Linked DNA regions of Rattus norvegicus: regions 2 and 3 are each linked to region 1. Evidence: chromatin contacts called from public Hi-C data. All regions are on one chromosome and are shown on one strand. The core of a region is the stretch at or near the end of the contact, and the rest is flanking DNA. Distances in the headings are between cores, read along the strand shown.

What was found. Hi-C and Micro-C count contacts between places; a contact is called where the count stands out from the background.
Region 2: a Hi-C map of Schwann cells shows a contact between it and region 1, with 8 times the contacts expected there. The contact joins the enhancer-like site here to the promoter of Setbp1 in region 1. A contact is called at or near these places in 2 of 12 Hi-C or Micro-C datasets (Schwann cells and mammary epithelial cells) and 1 of 1 datasets of contacts at active chromatin or transcription factors (oligodendrocytes).
Region 3: a contact with region 1 is called in a Hi-C map of psoas muscle, with 2.4 times the contacts expected there. The contact joins the enhancer-like site here to the promoter of Setbp1 in region 1. A contact is called at or near these places in 3 of 12 Hi-C or Micro-C datasets (frontal cortex, liver and psoas muscle).

Annotation. Positions count from the first base shown.
Region 1 is chr18:74,825,304-74,830,203 of GRCr8, reverse strand. It overlaps Setbp1 (SET binding protein 1), which reads left to right and starts at 2,749. Exons shown (of 6, transcript NM_001427626.1): 1 at 2,749-4,008. It overlaps LOC120098177 (serine/arginine repetitive matrix protein 5-like), which reads right to left. Exons shown (of 5, transcript XM_039097295.1): 5 at 3,696-4,439. The coding sequence ends at 3,696.
Region 2 is chr18:74,595,228-74,600,127 of GRCr8, reverse strand. All of the region lies in intron 3 of Setbp1 (SET binding protein 1), which reads left to right. Among named protein-coding and RNA genes, the nearest start is that of Setbp1, 230 kb to the left of the region's middle. Within about 2 kb of position 2,482, at least 36 of the 93 cell types and tissues checked have an H3K27ac peak or open chromatin away from gene starts, as enhancers often do. A contact at or near this core is called in Schwann cells, where this site is marked.
Region 3 is chr18:74,650,676-74,655,575 of GRCr8, reverse strand. The region is part of intron 2 of Setbp1 (SET binding protein 1); the gene reads left to right. Among named protein-coding and RNA genes, the nearest start is that of Setbp1, 170 kb to the left of the region's middle. Within about 2 kb of position 2,710, at least 16 of the 93 cell types and tissues checked have an H3K27ac peak or open chromatin away from gene starts, as enhancers often do.

The DNA.
Region 1 (4,900 bases), core at 1,500-3,999:
AGATGGAGAAAATCAAGGTGGATCCCAAGTCACAAGAGTCTACCAACTAATTCTCTCTAAAATCAGAAGTATTCCATAAAAGCATGCTGGCTCACCTTGCTGACGATAAGAATAACTCTTGTATTTGGACCTGGGAAGGGTAGCAATTGATTCTGAGCACTGCATTATACTGTGTGAGCTCAACCAAAGGAGGAACAGACGGAGTAGCCTTATTCCTTCCTACCTGTGAAGACGGTGGGAGCTGTTCTTTCAATTTTGAACTAGATTTCAAATTTACACATATGAAATAAGTTCCCAAGTGCTGTGGGATGCGATCATCCCATATGTCCTTGCATCATTCCCACATAGACTCTTGGGTAAGGGCTACCTCAGTGTGACTGTTTTCTAGGATGAGTACCCAGGTGCCCAGAGCATAAACAACAGCCCAGGTGACTACATGGTGGTGTCAGAGGGAGAGAGAGCCTCACTTACGTTTTCTAACAAGGTCCATGCAAGGTAAAACTCAGTCCTCATGAATTTTACATTTTGTTGAGAAGATACATGAGAGAGAGAGAGAAAGAGAGAGAGAGAGAGAGAGAGAGAGAGAGAGAGGTGTTCAACAGAAGAGAAGAAATATGTATGTTAAATGCACAAAAACAGTAAGTTTGCAGCAGTGTTAAAGAGACATGACCCCTGCTCGTCTCTTCTGCATCTGTGTACTGTACGCCCTGTAAGGATCTCATCTCTGGTCTGCCTGTACTGAGTTGTGCAGAGGAATTAATGAGCCAATGGTTCCCTCTCAGCTGTGCAGTCTATGAGAGGGTTGGTGCTGTGGCCCGCCTGCACCTCTAGCTGCATCCATGGTTTCAGCGCCTCCTCTACACTACACAGTAGCTTATTGACCACACGATGCTGAAAATTAAGATGTGTAAGTGTAAAAGGCACATGCCTTGTGCGTTCTCATCTGCTGCTCGATCACCCTCTCTCAATCCTGCACATCACTGTTTGCCCGTTGACTGCTCCGTCGGCCTGAGACTTGCTCCCCTAGGCTTTAGTGCGGAGGCCATCCAAAGGTGACCTATTACGGAAGTAGATGAGGGGAGGTGTCAGGACATTCAGCTAGTATTTGGGGAAAGTTCTATGAGAACAAGAGCTCGACAACCCAGGAAAGTGGTTCGGTTTCAATGACTCCTCCATTATTCCATTTGCATAGCATTATTTTCATAAGGTGATACACCAGCATAAATTAAAACGTGTGAAGAGACTGTGAAAGTTTCTCTACATAGATAAGACAAAGGAAGAATGTCCCTTCTTGCCTTCTTCCCTTCTTTCTCTTCTCATAACTAAAGACAGGCTTTTAAGAAACCCTCAGTGAGAAGACAAGGGACATAGGGTCCATTCGTGACTTTAATTCTACGGCTTGGGCTAGTCTACCGTTTCCTCAACATTGTGCTGACGGAAGTCCACTAGGTATTCTCCCAGGTGAACACCATCTCTGCACTCATTTATACTTAACGAGCTATTGTAGTGGATTTTGGAAGAAGGAACAGGTTTCTTCTATTTGCTTTCAAAGCGAGGAGTCACGGGATGGAAAAGAAGACCCTGTACACAAACCAGGAAGCGTGCTCCCCTCCCCCTTCTGATTATGACATCTGCCAGCCATATAGGGTGGGAAAGCCATTCCTATTTCTGAGTGGCCTTCTCCTTTGAGAAGGGACGGGAAACCTACTGGATGCTACTACTGACTTAGATTCTGTTCTGTTTAGGTCTAGGATTCAGAAGTCTGGGAGCACAAGCTCACGGCCATTTGATCCAAAGTACGTTTGGTTTTGACCTTGCTTCTGTGCCTTGGTTTCTGTCTCCTTTAGCAGTCTATCCACCCTACTCTTTTTTTTTTATAATTAAAGATTATAAAAAAATAATTAATAATAACGTCCCAATATGAACGAAGATAAAAGACCTGTTGAAATGCTACCCTGAAGTCTTTCAGTGACAGCTTTGGGAAAAGTTCGTGTCCAAACAGAGCCGTTCTCTGAGAAGTAGACCACGGTGAAACCAATTTGATTCACTTTGGAAACTCCAGGTAAAAGGGTAGCCTGAGCGTAGTTCTGTGGTAGCATTCATACTATCAACTAACGCAGGACCGTAGTAGCTGGTAGGCTTGGTGAAAGGAAGCCCTCTTGCTCACCTCTGGGTCATTCCATTCGTCAGTCCAAACGACCCCAAACTCTTAGAAAACATGAGATCCAGGAACCCTCTCAAAACTCCCATTTTACTGGAGGTTTAAAAGAGATCCATTGTAGGTGCCCCCCAAAACCATCACATTCACCTCATTTTGTCACAGGGCATCGATAGAAACCTGAGGGGTTTCATTGCTCAGTTGTCCTGGAAAGACCCTTGTAACCCAAATACAGATTCTCAGAGGGATTTGAAACAGCGCCGTATTTTATTTTATTTTATTTTATTTTGTCAGAAAGGAAGACGTTGCTCTCATGTTGTTCACTTCTGCCACCCTGTATGTCAATGTGCATTTGTCATCCCTGTCTGGTCCTTGCCTTCATCAAGGGTCCGGTTCTACTGAATAATGAGAGATGCTGGTGAACGTCTGAATGCAAACAAGTAGCTTAACAAAAAATATAAATCTCTGGAAGTGAAATGTAATTACCAGGTTTAAAAAAAAAAAAAAAAAGAGCACCCATTTAGGAGAGCCTATCACGTCTCGCGTCTCTTCACGCAGCTAGCTCCCCCCAACACTGCTCCTGTTGTGTCAGATAGTGGCAGTGTTGAGCCCGGGAACCGGCGCCCAGCCCGCGGCGGTCCCCGCGGCCGCACAGTCTCCGCGGCAGACTCCGACTCGCTGGAGCTACTGGGCCGCGAGGGCACTGGGGAGCGGGAGGGGCTCCGGAGCGGCGAGGGGTCCCCGATCCGCGTCCCCGAACTGTTTTCCTTTCCCCTCCGGCAAGAACCCAGATCCCTTCAATTGACCGAAATCTACCCAGGGGGGCGGTGGAGGGACAGAGAGGTCGTCGGCCGCTCACTGGCTGCGCCTCCTTGGGCTCCGGCTGGGGAGCGGCCCGGGCTCGCGGGGCGAGCAGTGTGGGCTCTCGCGCCCCCTCCGAGAGAGATCGCGGGGTGGCAGTCCCCGTCGGCTCCGCCGCGCGGCCGCTTCAATCCTCCCCCTCCCCCGCGCACGCCCTCCCCCTTCCTTTCAGTAGGACTCCGGGACTCCGGAGAGGGCGCGGGAGGCAGGCACACGGGCCCGACCCCACTCCAGCGCTCGCCGGGGACGCGGGCGGGCGGCGAGGGGACGCGGAGGGGGCGCGGGGCGGGCGCGGCCATAGAGCGGCGGCGGCGGCGGCGGCGGCGGCAGTAGCGACCGCGGGCGGACCAGCGGCGGCAGGGCCGGCGGGCGCCGGGAACCGAACTGCACAGCTCAGCAAAAGCGCCCCAGCCCTCGGCGCGCCGCCTCCTGCGAGCCCAGCCGGGCAACATTTTGTAACCCTCCAATCCATCCTTTGGAGAAAAGGGAAAAAATAGCATTGAACGGAGAGATGGGGAAATCTAAATAATATATATGTACATATGCATATTTATGTATATGTACATATATGTATATTATATTTGGTTCCTGCTAAAATTAGCCGGGCTCGCCGCGCGCCTGTGTGCGAGTGTGTGCGAGTGTGTGTGCGTGCGGGCGGGCGTGTGTGTGAATGTGATTACTCCAGGACTCCTCGGGCTCCGGAGACGCCATTTTCCCCCTTGATATCTCTCTCCGTAAATCGGTGGCGCGGCGGAGGCGGCCGCGGCAGGCGGGAAGCGCGGGGCTGGCCGGGGCGCTCGCCGCCGCCTGCGCGCCCGGGGGCCCCGGCGCCCCCCGAGCGAGGGCGGCCCGCCCCGCGCGTCGCCGTTTGACAGATGCTCGTCGCTATGGAGTTGCCGCAGCAGCACCTTTGGGGGCTCGGACGAGCGACCGGAGGCGGAATCTGAGCGAGCGCCCGGGCCAGCGGAGCCGGAGCCGCCGGGACATGGGTGAGCGAGCGCGGCGACCTTGGCGCGGGAGCTGGGGCGCCTAGCCTCCCGCCGCGCCGCGGGCCCAGCGCGCCCGGGGCCGGGGGCGGTGTGTGCCATGCATGCAAAAGTTCACGTCGCCTTGCCGGGGCTTTGACTTTGCACTGGGCTGGAGTAGGGGTGGGGGGGACCCGGCCAAGGGGGCGGGATGCAGGTCCCCGCGAAGCTGCGCGGGGATGGGCGCGATTCCGCCGGCTGGTGGGTCGCCAGTGGTGCTGACTTAACTGGAGTAGCCCGTTGGTGGCGGTGATGGTGGTAGCATGGGGCTTGGAGGGCTGGGAGCTTATTGAGTTTCGGCTAATCTGATCCCCTCCCCACCCCCTCCTTCTACACCCTCCCTTGGTCCTGCTGCCGGCTGCCTGGGCTGGCGGGTTTGGCTTTGGTGAAGTGGACTGGGGAAAGGGAGGGGGTAGGGAAAGGGGTGGGGAGGCGGCAGGATATTTTTTCCCCTCTCTTTGTAACTTGCAGGTTAAGTGGAGCTAGAGAGCTACATTGTAACCTAGTTGGATTGGGAGGGGGGGTGTTAAATGTATCAGAATCTAACGTGTCGTTAATAGAAGAACAGGCGAGAAGTGGTCCAGCCAATGAAGGTTGGTGTGTGCTTGCGTTCTGGCCGTGTGTTAGTTTTTCTCTTAAAAAAAAAAAAATCGTAATCAGTGGATTTGAGTCTCTTTCTTGTGCTTTCTGGGCTGGGGATTGTGAAAAGGCAGGAATTCCCTTAAAAGCAGAGAATGCCCCTTTGAAAGCACGCATTGTGTGCGTTTGTACAGGAGCAGAGGGCTTGGGAATTAACGGCAGGCTTCCCTTTCGGTGGTTTCCAGTGGGAAATCACTCCGGAAAGGAAGCCCTTCAG
Region 2 (4,900 bases), core at 1,233-3,732, 230 kb after region 1:
TGTGTATGTATGCGTAAACATGTACACAAGGATAACTACTCTTTTGGGTTTTTCCTTTTATTCTTATCTACTTTCTTGTTTATAATATAAATGTCCTGATATAAGGTATGTTGACTTGTTCACTACTTATAATATTACATTTAATGTTGCTATAAAAGAATACCCATGGCTGAGTATCCTCCAGAGACGGTAGAAGAAACCGTGAAAACAAAATCAGTCCTTAAACTTTCAAAAGTGGTGACAGCCCACTTATGCCAGTAGCATGGATTAGACTATTTCTCCCAAAGCATCACATTGGCCATTCCATTTCTAATATGTTTATAGTGACAGAAATGCTCTGGCTACAGTGCTACCCAGGCCTGTACTGAAGAACACACTTGAGCGTTCTTCTTCTAGAACATTTGTTGAATGAGTGAGGAATCCAGTGGTTGTTAAAGAAGGTGGGCTTGAGTTAGCTCTTTCTGATTGAATGGAACTTAATCAAGACTTACAGAAGGAGGATGCTGTGAGCATTGAAATCAGCAAAATAACACAGAAAGGACCAGGGGCCAGGGCTAAATGGTTGAAGAGTAGTCTCTCTGTGTGTGTATTATCATATCAGTCATTAGTGGCTGCCCACTCTAGTTCTGAGCCTCTTGACAGTAGGGGCCAATTTGGCCCCTGTGGATTGTGTGAAAGCCCTCAAAGACAGCATCAAGGAGACAGCTTTCTATCCTGGTGCCCCTGAACTTACATCTTAAGAATGTAATGCTGGATGGGAAACAAGTTCCCCTTAGCATCTTGCAAATGACTATGTATCGAGCACAGGTCTGCATTCCCCAGGTTGCTCTCGAGTCTACTAGGGTCTTAGTGATAATTACCAAGTGATATGTGGTAGAAGTTAAAGTGGACTGACAAGTCTAATGCCTGGACTTCATTTCTGCTCTACATTGATTAGCTGGGTAGATTCTCTGGTTTATATTTTCTTTTCTCACTGGAGTAGATCATCAGGCTACATCCACTTTAAAACCCTTCACTTTCCAAGTTAATTGCCTCATTTTACAATTGCCAACCCTGGATTTATAATTGAGGCTTTCTTTAAAGTCTCCTAGAATTTTATTTGAGAAGAATCTTCTTGCTTTTAGGCTACTCGGCAAAGCTTACCAATTTTCCCAGAAGAATGAAATAGTTGAACTTTTGTACTGAGTCTAGAAACTTGGTGTGTCAAGTTTCCTTTGTGCTTAGGCCAGCAGTCTGAATAGGGGGCAGAGCACTGCTCTCTGTGTCTGGGTGAGGTCCTGGTGGCATCAGGTGATAGCTTCAATGAGACAGCTTTCTCCACTAGAGCAGGAATGGGGAGCCTGGGTCTCTTCAAGACTCAGGCCAATGAGTAGGTCTACAGCCAGAAGAGAAAAATGCTAATGACAGCATTAAGGTTTCTGAAAGATCTCTCCAGGCTTTCAACCATCATGCTACATTTAGACAATGTTCCTAGAAAGTATTCTTGAAATGGTAGGTGATTGTCTCAAAAGATTGGCTGTCCAGTGGGTGAAATGACAGTACATAACTTGCCCTGTGAATCTGGCTGTGCTAAACCCTATAGAAGCCCAGGGAAAGGAGTAATCAGTGATTGCTTGAGGTTTTAGGAAAGAGGTAGACATGACAAAAATGATATGGAAACAAAGAAGCAAGAGTAACCTTAAAAAAAAAAACCCAGGTGGATGGGAAACTGGACAACTAGTGTCAAAGATATTTAAGGTCTTTTGTGATATTGCAAACTTACTATGACACTATATTTACAGAAACCAGATTACAAGAACTGATTGGCCAGACTGAAAAATTTAAATGCTATTCATGAACAAAAGAGTGGCCACAAAAAACAAACAAACAAACAAGCAAAACAAACAAACAAACAAACAAAACCCAGCTTACCAGGACTAGATGGTTCAAAATACTCCATTTGTTATATCCCCAAGTAAAAACAATAAAAGGTATTCAACATAATCTCTCTTCTCCATGTACTCATAGATTAATAGAGTAAGTAGGGTAGGCCTCTAATATGTAAGGTGGCTCTTAGTTCCTCATTCTTTCCTCACTCTACTCCTATTTACGGCCCTCTTAGTCTAATCTTACATACGAGCAAATGAAGACTTCAGTAAATGACCGCTCCCAATCCCTAAATGCAGGAAAAGGAAATCTTAGAATTCAGCCTGCAGAATTACAGTCAGGGCTTCTCCTAATAAAAAGTATTTGAGCTGTGTTGGTGATCCTCTCTGAGGTCCTAGGAAGGGAAATGTTTCCAGTTCTGTCAAATGTTACCCAGTGAGCTCTAGCCATTGTTGGAATGTAAAGTGTTGTTCTTGCAAATTATCTTTATAAAGAGCTAGTGTAATTATCAGCTCCCCCTCCCCCTCCAAGTCAGTAGGGTTAGAATCTGTGCTTTGTGTGGCCCAGTTAAAAATCTCTTTGCTCCAGTTCTCTGGAGCAGCTGTTGAGAGGACAAAGACTCCATTTTAATGACAGTGTTTTCCTTGCCTAGCTGAAATGAACCCTAGGGAGCAGGCACACAGCATTTGAGAAGCTCTCCTCTCTTGGTGAAGTGTCTGCCTTCTTTCAAACTGAAGGGCTCAGCATCCATGACAAGGAAATCTAATTACATGGCACATGTGCTAACATAAGATGCTGTTGGTTATAAAGTGTTGAGGAAGCTGCCACATTAAGACAGGCACTTATGGAGGCTGCTGCATCCTCCAAGAGCTGAGAAGAGCATTGGGAACCTTTCCTAGAGACAGTTACTTCAGAAGCTCCACAAGTTCACCTTCAAACCATGAATTAGCCCACCCTTCAAAAGAGTGACTTCCCTAAGTCCCATTGGCCAGCTGCCATGTTTGCTAGGTCATCGCAAGGCCTGGTGCTGTCAGGATATTGCAGATTTCTGGGATTGCTTGAGATCTTGTCCAGTCACGTGGTTTTTACATGTGAAGAAACAGAGAGAAAGAAGTGATTGAAGATCAGACTCTGACACTCTAGGTATCAAGTCTGATGTGCAGCACTAACCGCTTTCATCAACATAGCTTGCAAGGCAAAGGACATTATTTCTATCTGTGAACCCAATATCCAAGAGTTTAGTGTGTCGATGTCCCCCCGAAATTTGTATTGTGTCCAGCTCCACAGGCAGAGCTCGCCATGCTGTTGATTGATGGTGGAGGCTGTGGTGGTATCGGTGGTCTGGCAGTTCACATGGGCCAAACATGTCCTGATCTTGTCTTGTTCTTTAAGACAAATATCTCCAGTGCCCAGATTATGAGCTAGCAAGAAGTTATGGTTATACACAAGGAGAGAACTGAGTACCATCAGCCGGCTGACATAGCATTGACTTGGGCATACTTAGTATTCAACACTAAATGGCTATCTTGATACATTTTGGTCTGTGGACACAATTGAATCTTTTACCTTGAGTAGCCACAACTTTACATTTTCTTATTCTTATAGACAAAATATCCAGTGAATTATTAGGATGCTCTCCCTGGCACCCTAATGCTACCTAGAAAAGACTGTGCCACCCAAAAGACACAAAGAGACCCATGCTTTTAAAGAAACAAAAGATGGGGTGGTGGTGGTTTGAGGGTTAAGGAACTGGGCCTATATTTGTAGAAGTTTCATGGCTACCAGAGAGATTGACCCTCCAGTCTAATTTTTACTTCTTTTGCCAAGTTTTATGCTTTTCAGGAAATCCCTGAAGCCTGGTCTTTATTTGGTTTCAGACAGACACAACAGGAAAACATCTGGATTGCCCAGTTATATATGTGAGACCCTTGGGACTACAGCCTTCTTTCGGGTTGTGCTACAGGGCAACTGGCAGCTAGTTCATAAATGATGCCAGGAAGGGGGCTAGGCACCTCTGTGCATCTGGTTCCCTAGGCTCCTATTGCTCTGCCCTTTCTATTGATAAATGGGCTGTGGAATCCTTGAGTCAAATGTCACCCATGGCCTAGGGCTTTTGTATAAAAACTGGCTTGGAGAAACCCAATAAAAAATGGCTATAGAGAAAAATAACCTTATGTGTACTGGGGTTTTTTTAATTCCAAAGCTCCTCCCCTCTCATCCATGCTAAGGTAAGAATTCTTGCATTCTAGGCTGTGCAGTGAGTAAGTAGCAATGAGCCTTGTTGTCCTTTATTGTCCAGATGTTTTGTTTACAGGGAAACTGAAACCCAGAGGAACAGTGCTGGCACTAGAAATGAGGGTCCCCACACTTACCCCGGTGCTTTTACACAGTATCCACTGTGTTCAAAGTTGCTTTTGTGTCCCAGGAGCATAATTCCAGCTTAACAGGACATGGCTTCATTCAGAAGAAGCTGGGAAATACACTACAGCCCGTAGAGATGCCTCAGTGCCAACTATTTAAGGAGAAACCAATTCCCAAAATACGTCAGTCACCCACCATGGAGGGAGCCGATTTATATAGGCATCTACTTAGTAAATAACATTTTGTGTGGCATCAGACGTGTTCCCAGATGATTAGGAAGAACAGCTCCCTTTCAGACATCAACTAAAGACCTGGACAGTAGTTCAGAGGGAAGTCTGCCCAATGAGGGAGCACACAGCATGCCAAGCTAACTCCTCTTCCCTCATCAGCTTCTGTGAAGTTCCTTGGCTTTCTCAAAAATGCCACCAGGCTGAGCTGTTGGGGCAATGGCTCCAGTCTCACTAAGCTTTCGATCTTTTTAGTGGTAGAGCCCAAGATGTCAAGTACCCCTGAGACATTATTGATAAAGCAGAGAGAAAATGTTTAGTTCCCACACCAAAACCCAACTCTCCCTCCCCACCAAAGCCACAGGTAATAAATATTTGGGAATCACTTTTGTTTCTCAGTATAAATACAGAGGTGCAAGGGCAGGAAATGGGACATGGGGGAGAAA
Region 3 (4,900 bases), core at 1,461-3,960, 170 kb after region 1:
TTACACTTCTCCAAGGATAGGGTCAGAGGTCACATTGGGCTTGGGCAGCTGTCTATAGTCATATTGAAATCCTGTTGGCTCACATGTTACTAAAGAATAGCCAATGTCCTTGTCAATTTTTGTCCACTTACTGTCCTTTTCAAATTAAAGTGAAACTGTGAATCCTCAAAGTCAAGGAAGAGAAGGCCCTCTTGTTTTCCTCAAGCTCCTGCAGTCATTCCAAGTCTCTAACCCTGTAGCTACGCAAAGCAACAAGGATACAACAGCATGCTCTGTCTGCAAAGTATTTCTGAGGATTTTTGTGGAGTATTTTCCATATAAGGCCAATGCTGGAAAGACAGAATACACCATTCACCTATATCACAGCCTCTGATAGACTCCCACATTTAAGAATCCAGTACTAAAAGTGCTGAACCAGGAGTGATACCTGAGGTTTAACCCTAGGCCTGCAAATGAAGAGCCTAGATCTCCACAGCAGGTGATTTACCTTCACTTTTCAAGTCTCTAGTCTTTCAAGGAGGGAATTTGGTGTTAAAATGCCAGAACGTTTCTTTGGGCAGTGTGAGTTAGGCCAGTGTGGGATACCCACGTGTGAAGAAGTGAGGCGACACGACACTGTGGTGCTGCAGTTGTTTGGCCTGTGCTAGGTGGAGGAGGCTTGGGTTAAAAGCTATCTGATGTGTGACTAAGCTGTACAAGGTAAAGGTCCCAGGGAAGAGCACACAGCATCAGAGCAGAGGAGCATGATGCCGTTACTCACTCTACAGAGTGTCCAGCAAGTTCCCCCTCAGCCCAGATTCTTTCTCTTCAATAGCATCTCGCCATCCTGACTCTGAGAGATTGTTGTAAACCACACTTGAGACTCCGGCATAGGACTGGTACTTGTGAGAGCTTTTACAAAGTCCATGATTACTTTAGCCTACTTGGTTAAGTAATGAGAACTTGGCATTACCTTCCAATACCATTTGACCTGAGAAAGACTAGCTCGTCCACAGCAGGTCCTCTTGCAAATACTTCTAAACTCCCAAATCCTTCGAGTTGATTCCTGTTCCTCAGCACAACCGATTATTGGTGCGAGGTGCCACGCAGATGAGATCTGAAATCTTCCTGTATCTGTAAATCGCTATTAAAAACTGTCATGCCATTCTGGGAACAGGAGACGGTGTGAGGTTCCTCCCTCTTCTGTGCTCCTGAGAACATTATAGTAGGTGTCTTGGCATTTTTTTTTTCCTTTTGACAATTTACCCTACTCTCCAGTTCTGTTCCCCTCTGTGGTCCTTTGAGAATGGGTGAGAGGTTTTGATAAAAATGAGCACATCTGTGCAGCACCACTGGTCATCTCAAAAGCAAATCACAGTATAATTTCATTCCAAAATCTTTGTGTTTTCATTCTATAGTCAGCAGTCATTTGCTACATATGTGCTGTATTGAAGGCCACGTTAGGTCTCAAAAGCTGATGCAAACTCAAGCAACTTCTGCCTTCCTTTAGAGAACTCTTGTCACCATGACTGAACAGAGAGTGACGTGCAGTGTAAGATAGGTCAGCTAGCTCGTGAAAGACTCCTAAGCTTCATTATCTTTGTCATCTCCTCACCACCACCATCATCATCATCATAGTATCATGACCATCATAGCCATCACCCAGGATGAATTAATGGATTTACTCTAATATCATTAGAGATGGTAGAAAAGTATGGATGCCGAGGGCCAAATTAAATGGACAGAAACAACAGCAGAAACATTCAGAGAAGGAAGAGTCTGGCAAAGCTTTTGAGAGAGTTATGTCTTTGTTGGGACCATAATTATGTCCATAATCAGATTGACAGAGAGAAGTGAGGTATCAAAGTCTACTCTGTCAAAATGTATAAACACAGGATGAGATCGAGGGTGGGGTCTTGCTATTTGAGGGAGATGTGACTCAGAAAGCTAGTGGAGAGCTATGAGGGAAGGGTTTATAAAGTGTCAATCTCTTGACAGCTGTTTCTCATTTCAGGTAGCTCCCTTTGTCCTCGCCTCTCTCCCATACTAATATTTCTTCATTTCCCTCCCTTCCTTTCCTTTGTCCACATACAAGTGATGGTCATCATATGATGTTCTTCTTTTCTGAATCTAAATATCCTTGTCTGTAAGACATGTCTAGGACCCTTTGATGCTTCTAACACTGAATGAATCTAGTTTGCACTCAGTCAGTCCCTCCAGCTGCCAGCTCCTCCCTGGACTGAGAATGTCAGTCAATGAAGAAAAGAAATTTCACGATTTTCCCAAGGGTCCTCCTCTCTCAGAATATGAATTTTCACATACAGGATACAAGACTTGTTCTGGAAATCTGCTCAGAGGGCCAACTCTCCTTCCAGCTGTGGTTGGCTGCCTGTCTCATGTCTGGTTCATGAGCTTCTAGGTCTCCCTAGGTGTAGGCTATTCTTGGAGGCATGGGCTTGGATCATGCACACAACCACCTTAGGACTGAGGCATCCATGCTACTCACTTTAGATTAAGTTTGGATTAAACAGGACAGCAGCTGAATAGAGTTGCTTTGCTTCAATCCCACTCAACAATATGATGTAGAAATATAAGCCAGGAGGTCATAACTATCAGTTTCTCCAAGATCCTATCCATCTTTCTCTAGGGACTCCTCCAAATGACACACACTGCTGAGAGACATAGCTGGGACTGAGGCAAAATGCCTGGGCTCTGACTAAGAGGCTCTGGTACTCTCTACTAAATTCTATGTGCGCTTCTGGCTCAAGAGCATGATGATCTTTGAAAGTTGGCCAGTCTTCCCCCCAACCACTCCTTCCATGTTTCCATGAGACAAGCTTTCTTGATTTCACAATGGCTGATTGGCAGAGATAGATCTTAAAGCCGTGTTCAGAGCAGAGAAATTCACACACAGAGATTGGTGACTCCTTCCTACCCATGACCTTGCTTCTTTGCAGCCATTTGGCATTTTGTTTAATAGAGACCAAAAAGATAAGTGTCCCTAATGAGGACACCAGGGTAGTGAGTACAGGGCACATTCATTATCCCCTACTATTTTACTTCATCTCCCAGTCCTGTGAGAGCCAGTATTTTAGCATCCTCTTGAAGAAATAGGCACGCTGACTCTCAGACAGGTAAAAACCATTTCTGAGAAGGAAGAGTCCTTTAGGTACTCCTAGTGGCTTAGGCCACATATTTGCCATCTACTGTCTTCCCTTTCTCCTCACTGGAGAATAACCTGAGTGCATCTAGGTTCTAATGATAGGCCCATGACAGTACCGAGTGCCTCATGTGTCTATTTTTGTATGCACAGTGAACCACGCGGGGTTTGGTTGGGATATAAGCAGCTGCCTTGGCTGAATCACAAGACTTAAGGGAGGCACCAGAGATGAGAGGGATTCGGCAGCAAAGCTCAGAGTTCTATTGGCCTGGTAGATCTACTAATAAATTTGACCTTGGGGTAATTCGTGTTTAAAGAGTTTAGAGATCAGTGGGGAATTCCCCACTAAGTTTCTAATGAGAGCTTCTGCAGAAGGACCACTATTACTAGTTTCTTCCTGCCTACCTTCCCCTGAGCCCAGAGGTAAGTTAGTTTTATGCTATGCTCACCACTGAAAACCACAGCAGAACTGTGACTTAGACCCTCTTTATTGGCCACAGACCCCCCCCCCCGCCACTCCCAGTATCAGAATTTAGAGGATTGTGAGTTTCGAATGCAGGTGGGGATGGGGAGGCCACAAAGCTGAACAGTGATCACCTCATGTGTTGCTATGGCACAGTGCAGTCTCCCTCTAAGTGGCTGGAGTTGAATGGATCATAGGCACATCAGATACTGACCATGACAGTACTGTAGTGAAGCCATCCCTGGGCCAATGGCAAGAGTCAGTTGGGTACATCTCTTCCCTTCTCTACAATGGGTGACTTCAGATTGGTAGTTGTAACTGGAAGCACTTCCACTGTGGAAATAGATAAATGTCTCATATCTGTGCTGCCCACTCTCATCCCAATGCCAAGAACCAATACTTTTTCCCCCAAATTCCTATTGATTCTTTGTGAATTTTACATCCTGCACATCAGGCAGTCCCACTCATTTCCCTGTCCCAGTGTATCTGCCCTCCACCCTTGCAACCTCCCACACAAAATAAAGTAAAACAAACGAAAATCAAGCAAAATATAGAAAGGATTGCACAATGGAAGCTGTAGTGTGTCACAGAGGGTCCCACAATATACTCTTCTGTTCACACATCTTCACTTGCAAATGCTCCTAGCAATGAGTCACTGGTCGGCACCAAGAACCAATTTTTGTATACTTTTTTAACATGTAACTGTTAGGAGTACTTGTTTTTTCTCACTGGTACTCTGCTCAGTTTGGGGAGTCACATTTTAAAGAAAGCTTCTGTGATCTAAGGACGCTTTGAAGCATGGAGCAACAATTGAAGAAACCTAGAAAATTCTGCCTGGGCTATACAGAGATGGCATCTATGGCTGGACACCTTTGGGAGGACCAGACAATAATGATGAACAGTTGTAGGCAGGACTTCAGAGCAGGGTTAGAGGAGAGGAGTGGAATCTCCTGGGGGTTGCGGGGAATTTCTGAACCCAATCCTGAGGCCAAGAATGGCTATCTCAGCCCTCAGCCTCTCTGTTTCTTAGGTAAAATGGGGTTCACATCCCACTTCACAGGAAGACAATAGGCCCATAAAGGGTGACTGGAACTAAGGCTCCTGTTCCTTGGAACTAAGTGGTGGGGGCGGGGATTTCACCTGAATAAAGGTGGAACTTTTAAAGATGATTACTATGCCAGTAGCAACACTTAGAGGAAGTACTCAAGCTGGGTCTCTGTCTGTCAGAGAGCTTAGAGAAGGGGATTCCTGCACTGTGGGGAGGGCTGTGACCTAGACCTTCCACTCTGTGCACACTT